Linked DNA regions of Macaca mulatta: region 1 is linked to region 2. A link is a contact called in public Hi-C data. All regions are on one chromosome and are shown on one strand. The core of a region is the stretch at or near the end of the contact, and the rest is flanking DNA. Distances in the headings are between cores, read along the strand shown. Region 1 holds the start of ARTN (artemin). Region 2 holds the start of SLC6A9 (solute carrier family 6 member 9).

Region 1 (3,624 bases), core at 50-2,549, 98 kb after region 2:
GGACCCAGAGCCACCTGAGTTCTCTCCTCTGACCATAGGGGTCCCCCAATGATCACAGAGCCGGGGGATGGTGGGACCCTCGGAAAACATGGGGCCTGGGCCATGGCTTCCTGTGGCCACCAGGGGGCAGAGCCTGCCAAGCCTGCAGATTCCAAGCAGGGTGGGCTCTTCCATCCCCTCAGCTACACTCAGGCCTGAGCCACTCCCAGGAGGGCCAGCTAGGCTTCCATACCAGCCTGGTCTCTGAGAGCTGAGCTACCCTGAGAGCTGGTCTAGGGCTGTCCCCTTCCCAGCCTCCTATGGATCTGGCAGTGTAGTCATGCTCCTAGAAGTTTCCGCCTTGAGCCATCGTTCCTGATTCCAGCCAGCCTCTCCTGAGCTCCCACTTCTGGCACTCCCAAACACCCTTTTGGGGCCCCAGAGCCTTCATAAGTCCTCATTAGCCAACCTCCTCTTGGGTCCCAGCTGCCACCCTCATCCCCATCCTCTAGCACACAGAATGCCTGCACACCTGTGGAACAGACCCCCAGGCCTTCCTGGGGTGGTCCTCCAGGTCCTGGTGTGCGACTCTTGGCTAAGTGGAAACAGGGCCTCCGGGCCAGGCCAGTGACTGTTCTCCGTGATGGAGAGAAAGGCAGGCAGGGCAGCCTTAGGAGCCCTCTGCGCTAGGGGGAGCCCGGGAGCAGGTCTCTTGAGGGCAGCTCAGGCCTTGCCTCCTACCTCCTTGTGGTCTAGGGCCATTTGGTTTTCTAGCCCTTGCCTCCCCATCCACCAGCCCGCTACTCACCACGGGGTCCTGCACCGTGTTCTTCTAGGCACCTTTCCGGGGACCAGTGCTGGGCTTTCCCCCGAAGCTCAAACGGCGCATGCCCAGGACTGTGCACCTCGCAGTGCCTCTTTTAGCCAAAAGTGTGGCCTTGGCAGCCAGTCTGCACCCTGTAGCGGCAGCGGGAGCGTCACATTACCGTGGGCCGGCAAGGCCAGCACAGTGCAACAAGCGACAAGAGGGACTGAGGGCCTGGGAGGGGCAGAGAACTGTGCCGAGGGCCCAAGAGAGGGAGGATGCAAGAAAGGAGATCAGGGGGGTGGTCCTGTCCACTCCCCCAGCCCAGGAGCGTCCATCCAGGGCTGGCACCAGAAACAGGCAAGTGGGCTGGCTTACCTCGGGTGTGGGGCTCCAGGTCCGGGTGGCAGCGAGGGCTGGGGCCCAAGGGACCTGCTGCTGGCGGAGCCCGCGGGCCTTGTCTGGAGGCCGGGCCCAACTCCATCCCTCAGCAGCCTCATGCCCGCCGCCGCAGCCGTCCGGTGTCAAATTCCAGCCCCGGCGTCACCAGATCCTGGGGTGGGGCTGGGAGCGCCCCTGCCCCGCCCCACCTTTCGGGGCTCACCTGGCTGCTCCACCCGTCGGATCCAGTCCCCCCTAGCTTGGCTAGGTCCCCCGAGGTTGGGAGGGGGGTAGATGCTAGGAGGGGCCCCTCGGATATGGAGAGTAGAGAACTCGAGCGGTAGAGAGGCACGGAAACTGGGAGTTGAGTTTGTAGACACGCGAAGTAGAGAGCCGGGAGGCCGGGCCGAGGGCGGGAGAAAGTGAGTGAGGGCGGGGAGCAAGAGGAAGGCCGGTCCCTGCGTGGGGCGGCTGACTGCTGGTGCCTGCAGATTTGGGGGTCCTGGCTGTCTGCCCTGCAGCAACTGCTCTCTGCTCCACCCGATTCTTCTCTCAGCGGCCAGTTCACCTGCCTCGTTGGGTTGCTAAGCCTCTTCGCAGAAGCTTTCAGGGTCTGACTCTGCTCTAGTCTCCGCACAGCTCACCTCCTGTGCTGCTTAGGGCTTGGAGTATGGACACTCTTGCAAACACGGGGGTCACTGGGGCACAGCAAGGGCAGTTGGCAGAAGTGGGTACTGAGGGCTGAAGGCAGGGGTCACAGAGGAGGAACATCTGAGCTGAGGCTTGAAGTAGGTAGCTGGAGGGCAGCATTTCAGATGCCTAATTATGGCAATTTGGCAAGTGGGGTGAGGGCTGGGTGAGTAACATGGATGGAAAGATCCTAACACTGGGGACCATGGGAGGGTTTTGAGCAGAATGGTGTGATCAGACAGATATTTTTGTGGATGACTCTGGCTGTAGTAAAGAGGATGGGGTTGGAGAGAAAGGTGGAGGCTGCTGCAGAAAGAGGATGAGGTCTGATGCAGGGCGTGAGGGAAGCGTGGGGCTACCAGGCCCCAATCTAGAACACGCAATTTTGAAAATTTGTTGGTGCCTGACTGGATAGGGTGAGGAGGTAGGTAGGCCCTGCAAAAGTGTGCCTTTGGCGGGGTGACTTGGGGGAGGGGTACATCCCGGTTCCTGGGAGGAAAGGCAGGGGCTCATGAGTTCAGTGTTGGACATGTTGAGTTGGAAGGGCCTGTGGTTTATCCAAGTGGAAATGTTCAGGAAGCAGGTGAATCTGTAGCCTGGAGGGAAGCACAGAGAGCTGCGCTGTCAAAGATAATTTGGGAATTGCCAACCAACTGGCAATTGGAAGCTGTGGGCAGGGATGAGAGTACTGGGGATGAGTGTGGACCGGCTGTACCCTGGCTATGCTTCAGAACTACTGAGGACCTTTAAAACCTACCCACATCCGGGCCTCAACCTAGACTGGAATCAGACTTTCCGGGTGGACATGTGCAATTTTCAGATTGCACAGGTGATTCTGGTGCATGGCCAGGGCTCAGAACCATAGCTTGTTTGAAAGTAGTTTCCTGCAGTGGTGAGGACTAGAAGTCAGACCACAGAGAACTGCTGCTGGAGGTGGTGGGGCTGCTGCAGGTGTGCCAGGAGCCCCCTGGGATAGGAGGCCAAGCAGGGAGAAATCTGCTCTGTCACCTCCCACAACCGGCTGCTCAGTTGGGGCACCTGCCTTGGGGCTTTTTCAGCCAGCAATACCTCTTATGGGCATTCAGCTTATGCCCTGTGCAACTCCATGGGGCACCATCCAGGCAGGAACATGTGCATGGTAGTGACCTTATTTCCAGTAGAATATAGAGGAGGTTTCTGGGTTGACCTGTCCCTCAGTCAGGGCCTCCCTTACCCCCTGCTTCTGCCTAAGGCCAGCCACAGTGGGAAGGAGCATGTGGGAGGCTGCTGGTCCTTGGGATGGCCAGGACTGCAGCCTTAGGGCTCACCAGTGGGAGGGCAATCCAGGGCTGCCTGGACTCTTAGATTGGGGTGGGTGAGAGAGGGGTGCAGGGGCCGGCTGACCCACCTACTGCCTGCCAGTGGCAGTGTGATAGGAAGCTCACTTCATGGCCTCAAGTGCAGGCGACAGTCTGGTCTGTCCATTCTCAGGCCTGCCTGGGGATGCTGGGGAAGAGAGGGATCAGACTCTAGGACTCTTAAGAAGGCGAGGTGACATCTTTTCTAAAGTATGACAGAGGATGCCTAGAGGGGAGCTGAAGGGAGAGGGTGTGCCTCTGTGCTAATGATGGGGGGTGGGGCATGTCCTTCCCAGAGGGCGGGTGTCGGTAGTAGGGTAGGTCTGTGGGCCTCTGCTTCCTGCAGGGGCTCAGCAGTACATCTTTCCTGTGCTTGCAGGAATACCTGCCCTTCCAGAGGTGGGGCTGTGGCAACCCCAAGGCAATGTCCTA
Region 2 (3,425 bases), core at 524-3,023:
CTTCTAGGCCTGTCCCCAGCCCAGCCTACTGCTGGAAGGGAGAAGGAGGGAGGCCTTTTCCCCTTCATACTCTTCCTTGTCCGCCTTCCTCTACTTGGGGGCCTCTTCAACATCCTCCATCTACCTTCCCTGGGGTGGTATCCCTTTTGATGAGCCCCAGGGAGGAGGCAAGGAGGAAGATCCTAAAAACAATTTATGGAGGAAGTTAAGTCCTGGCAGGAGAGATGTAGAGGGCTTGGACCCCATCTGCCCAGTCCCAGGATTTGGGCACACACACAACTACACAGACCTGCTGCAGTGCACACAGTCTTCCACAGATGTACCTACACAAATACACAATCAGGGGCTCAGGCGTCTGGGGGCACAGACACAACAGGTTGCCCAGATCCAGGTGTGTGTGCACACAACTCACACAAGAAACACCTGCACTTGGTTTGTAGAATAAAAATCCCAAGCATACTATATCTACTAGGTTTGGGGACAAAGTGAAAATGAAAATAATCTTGCTGATAAGACTAAGGTGTCTTCCCAGATCTGATCAGGAGTCCAATGTGAATAGGAGACAATAGAGAGCTGTCTTTGTACTTTGGCTCTGAGAAAGGTTTGTGGAATGGACTGCGTGTGGCCTGAAAGAGCTTGCATTGCAGGGAATGCCTGGGCTTGATGCCTGTTATCTTGTTCAGTGCCTCTGATAAATTAATAAACTGCAATCTCACTCAACAATTGGTTTCACGTGAGTTTGGCATGTATTGGGGGCTGACAGTCCCAAGGAAAAAAATTAAACTGTTTCATGACCAGAAAATGGTGAGGACTCAGGGTCCAAAGTAGAAATTGCCTCTGTAGGTTGGGCCCCTTCCCTGAGCAGATGCCCCACTCAGGTTGGGGCAAAAACCAGTTCCTCTGACAGTACTAACTGGCCACTTTCCCTGAAAGGTGGTGGCTCTCACAAGGTATGCAAATGTGGGAGCCTCATTCCACATGCCAGGCACCCCTCCCCAGAGGCAGCCTGGAGCAACGGGCTTTACATACACACACATGCATTTCCTTAGCCCCTTCTCTCCATTTCACAGTGGAGGAAACCGAGGCTCACAATGCTCCTTTTGGCAAAGACTTTTTTTTTAGCTGAGATTGTAACCCAGGTCTGTCTCACCATGGAAGGAGGAGGGATCCCAGGTTGGTGTCTGCAGCCCCTGTAACACCACCTCAAAAGTAGAGCTGACCAAGCCGGTGGTCCAGGAGGGAAATTTGAGAAAGGGCTCCTCTAGTTCCAAGGAGTAGGACCTAGGCCTTACCCAGCAGTGCCCACAGTCTCTAGCGGCTCTGCTCCAAAGGGAATGGAATTTGCTCTGACTTCTCTCTAGGGGAAACGCAGGCGCAGAAGGCCAGGGGCCTGGAGGGCTAACTCCAGCCTCAGCCCCCCAAAGTGCCCCAGGCCTTCTGGCTTTATTCCACCCTAGCCCGAAGGGGACCACATCTGCTTGCTCAAGGGCCCCAGCTGGAGGGCAGCGAGGCAGGGGCGGAGAAGGGGGCTCCTTTGTGGAGCCACCGGGGGTTCGTGGGGATCAATCATCTGAAAGCTGGAGAGACTTGTAATTTTATTCCCTGGGAGGAGGAGCCTGAGAAGTCTGCACGGGGGGAGGGGATGGGATGGAGAGGGGAGGACGGCCAGGGGAGCTCTTCGGGTAGGGGAGGGACTTGGCTAGATCTCCCAAGCCTTCTCCACTCTTCAAACTTTCACCAAACTCTTAGCCCCCGCCTCCCCGAAACCAAAACACAACAGGCTGTGGAAGAGCTGCGAGCGGCGCGGCGGGGCGGGCGCGGCACAGAGCCTCGGGAAGCTGATGCAACTTTCACTTTAAGAAAGCCACCTGGGCGCACCGCGGTGCGGACCCAGCACGCCTGGGCAGGGGGCTGCAGCATGGTAAGGGGGCTGGGGGAAGGGAACGCTGGGGCCCGCGCCTCCGTCGGTCCTGCCGTCGGTCTGAGCCGACGCGGGGCTGAGCCCCAGGACCAGCGTGTGCATATATGTGTGTGTGTGTGTGTGTGTGTGTGTGATCGCGCATGTATGCGGGCATCTGTGGGTAAGAGTGTGGGTGCACGCACCGGGATGTCTGTCTCGCCGCAAAGGTCGGGGTAGGTGCGCGCGGCTGGGTGTCACCGCTGTCACCAAGGAGCTGAAGCGGGAGGGAGAGGGAAGCGGGGGGAGCTCCTGCGTGGGGTGGGGGGGGCGCCAGACGCCGGTTAGATCGGGGGCGGCGGGCGCAGGCTGTGCGGGTAGCGCCGGAGCCAGAGCGTGGCACGGTCCGTCCGGGGAGCCAGTGGTTCTGCGCTCTGGGGGCCTGAGGGGGTCGATAATCGGCCGTGCCTGCGCCTAGCGTGCGGGCTCCCGCGCGCTCCAACGCCTCTCAGCTCCCGCCAGCCTGGCTGCCTGTCTGGTCCCTCCAGCCGGCCTGCCTCCCCATCTGCCCTCCCGGTGCCGGTGCCGGTGCCTGTGCCCGTGCGCTCGCGGGACCCGGGAAGCCGCGCGGGAGAGTCCTGGCGCACTCAGCTTCTCTTTGTCCGCGCTCTGGCCGCGGCTTTGGGAAGGGACTGCGAGCGAGCGAGGAGTTCTTTGGGGGATGCTACCCTGGAAAGAATCCGTGCCCTCCCCACCCCAACCCTCATTACCGGCACGCCTAGGGCGGGGCCGGGCGGCCGCAGGTGAGGGCAGGGGCCTAGCAGCCCTGGGCGCCCACCCCCGGCCGGCGCTCCGCACCCGGCAGCCACTGCAGATCGCGAGCCGGCGGCGGGGCCGGGCGGGAGAGTGGGGCTTGCCCCGAGGGCCGGGAGGGGCCGGAGCCGGCCCGGGGGCGGGGCCGTGGGGCGGGGACCTCGGCGCCCCGGTACTTTTCCACCGCAGGGGCCGGGGGCGGGGCCGCCGCCTCCACGCCAGCTGAGGCCCACACGTGGCGGCTGATGTAACGCCCGTGCCCCTACATCTCTCTCCCGATTAAAGCGGACGCGCCCCGCTTCGAGGAACCGGGACGCTGCGGGCGGTGCCGCTGCTCTGAGACCGACCGCGCCCCTGCCTGCTGGCCCGGGGCCTCCGCGCCTCGGGCCCGCAGATACCTAAAGGAGCCGCACCCCCTTTCGGGCCTGCTCTCGGCAAGCCACACCCCCTCGCGGATCACTCTTAAAGGAGACTGGACCCCAGCTCGCTGACAGCTTCCGCACAAAGCGCGGTCTATTTCTCCGCTGAAAGGAGCGTGAGGGTACGGCCGTTGGGAAATGAAGGCTGCGGGGCGAGGAATGGGGAAGGAGAGAATAACCTGAAAGGTTAAAGACTCCCAAAGTGAGGGAGCATCAGAAGGTTGGAGAGTAGTGGGTGAGGGGACTGGTTCTAGCGACTAATGGGCGACACTGAGCATGCTCAAGTGTTTCCAACG

What was found. Hi-C and Micro-C count contacts between places; a contact is called where the count stands out from the background.
Region 1: a Hi-C map of fetal cortex germinal zone shows a contact between it and region 2, with 1.7 times the contacts expected there. The contact joins the promoter of ARTN here to the promoter of SLC6A9 in region 2. A contact is called at or near these places in 2 of 14 Hi-C or Micro-C datasets (fetal cortex germinal zone and liver).

What each region holds. Positions count from the first base shown.
Region 1 is chr1:196,721,285-196,724,908 of T2T-MMU8v2.0, forward strand. It overlaps ARTN (artemin), which reads right to left and starts at 1,300. Exons shown (of 5, transcript XM_077960633.1): 1 at 1,163-1,300; 2 at 788-936.
Region 2 is chr1:196,622,385-196,625,809 of T2T-MMU8v2.0, forward strand. It overlaps SLC6A9 (solute carrier family 6 member 9), which reads left to right and starts at 1,774. Exons shown (of 11, transcript XM_077960080.1): 1 at 1,774-1,921. It overlaps LOC114672665 (a long non-coding RNA gene), which reads left to right. Exons shown (of 3, transcript XR_013402943.1): 3 at 1-720.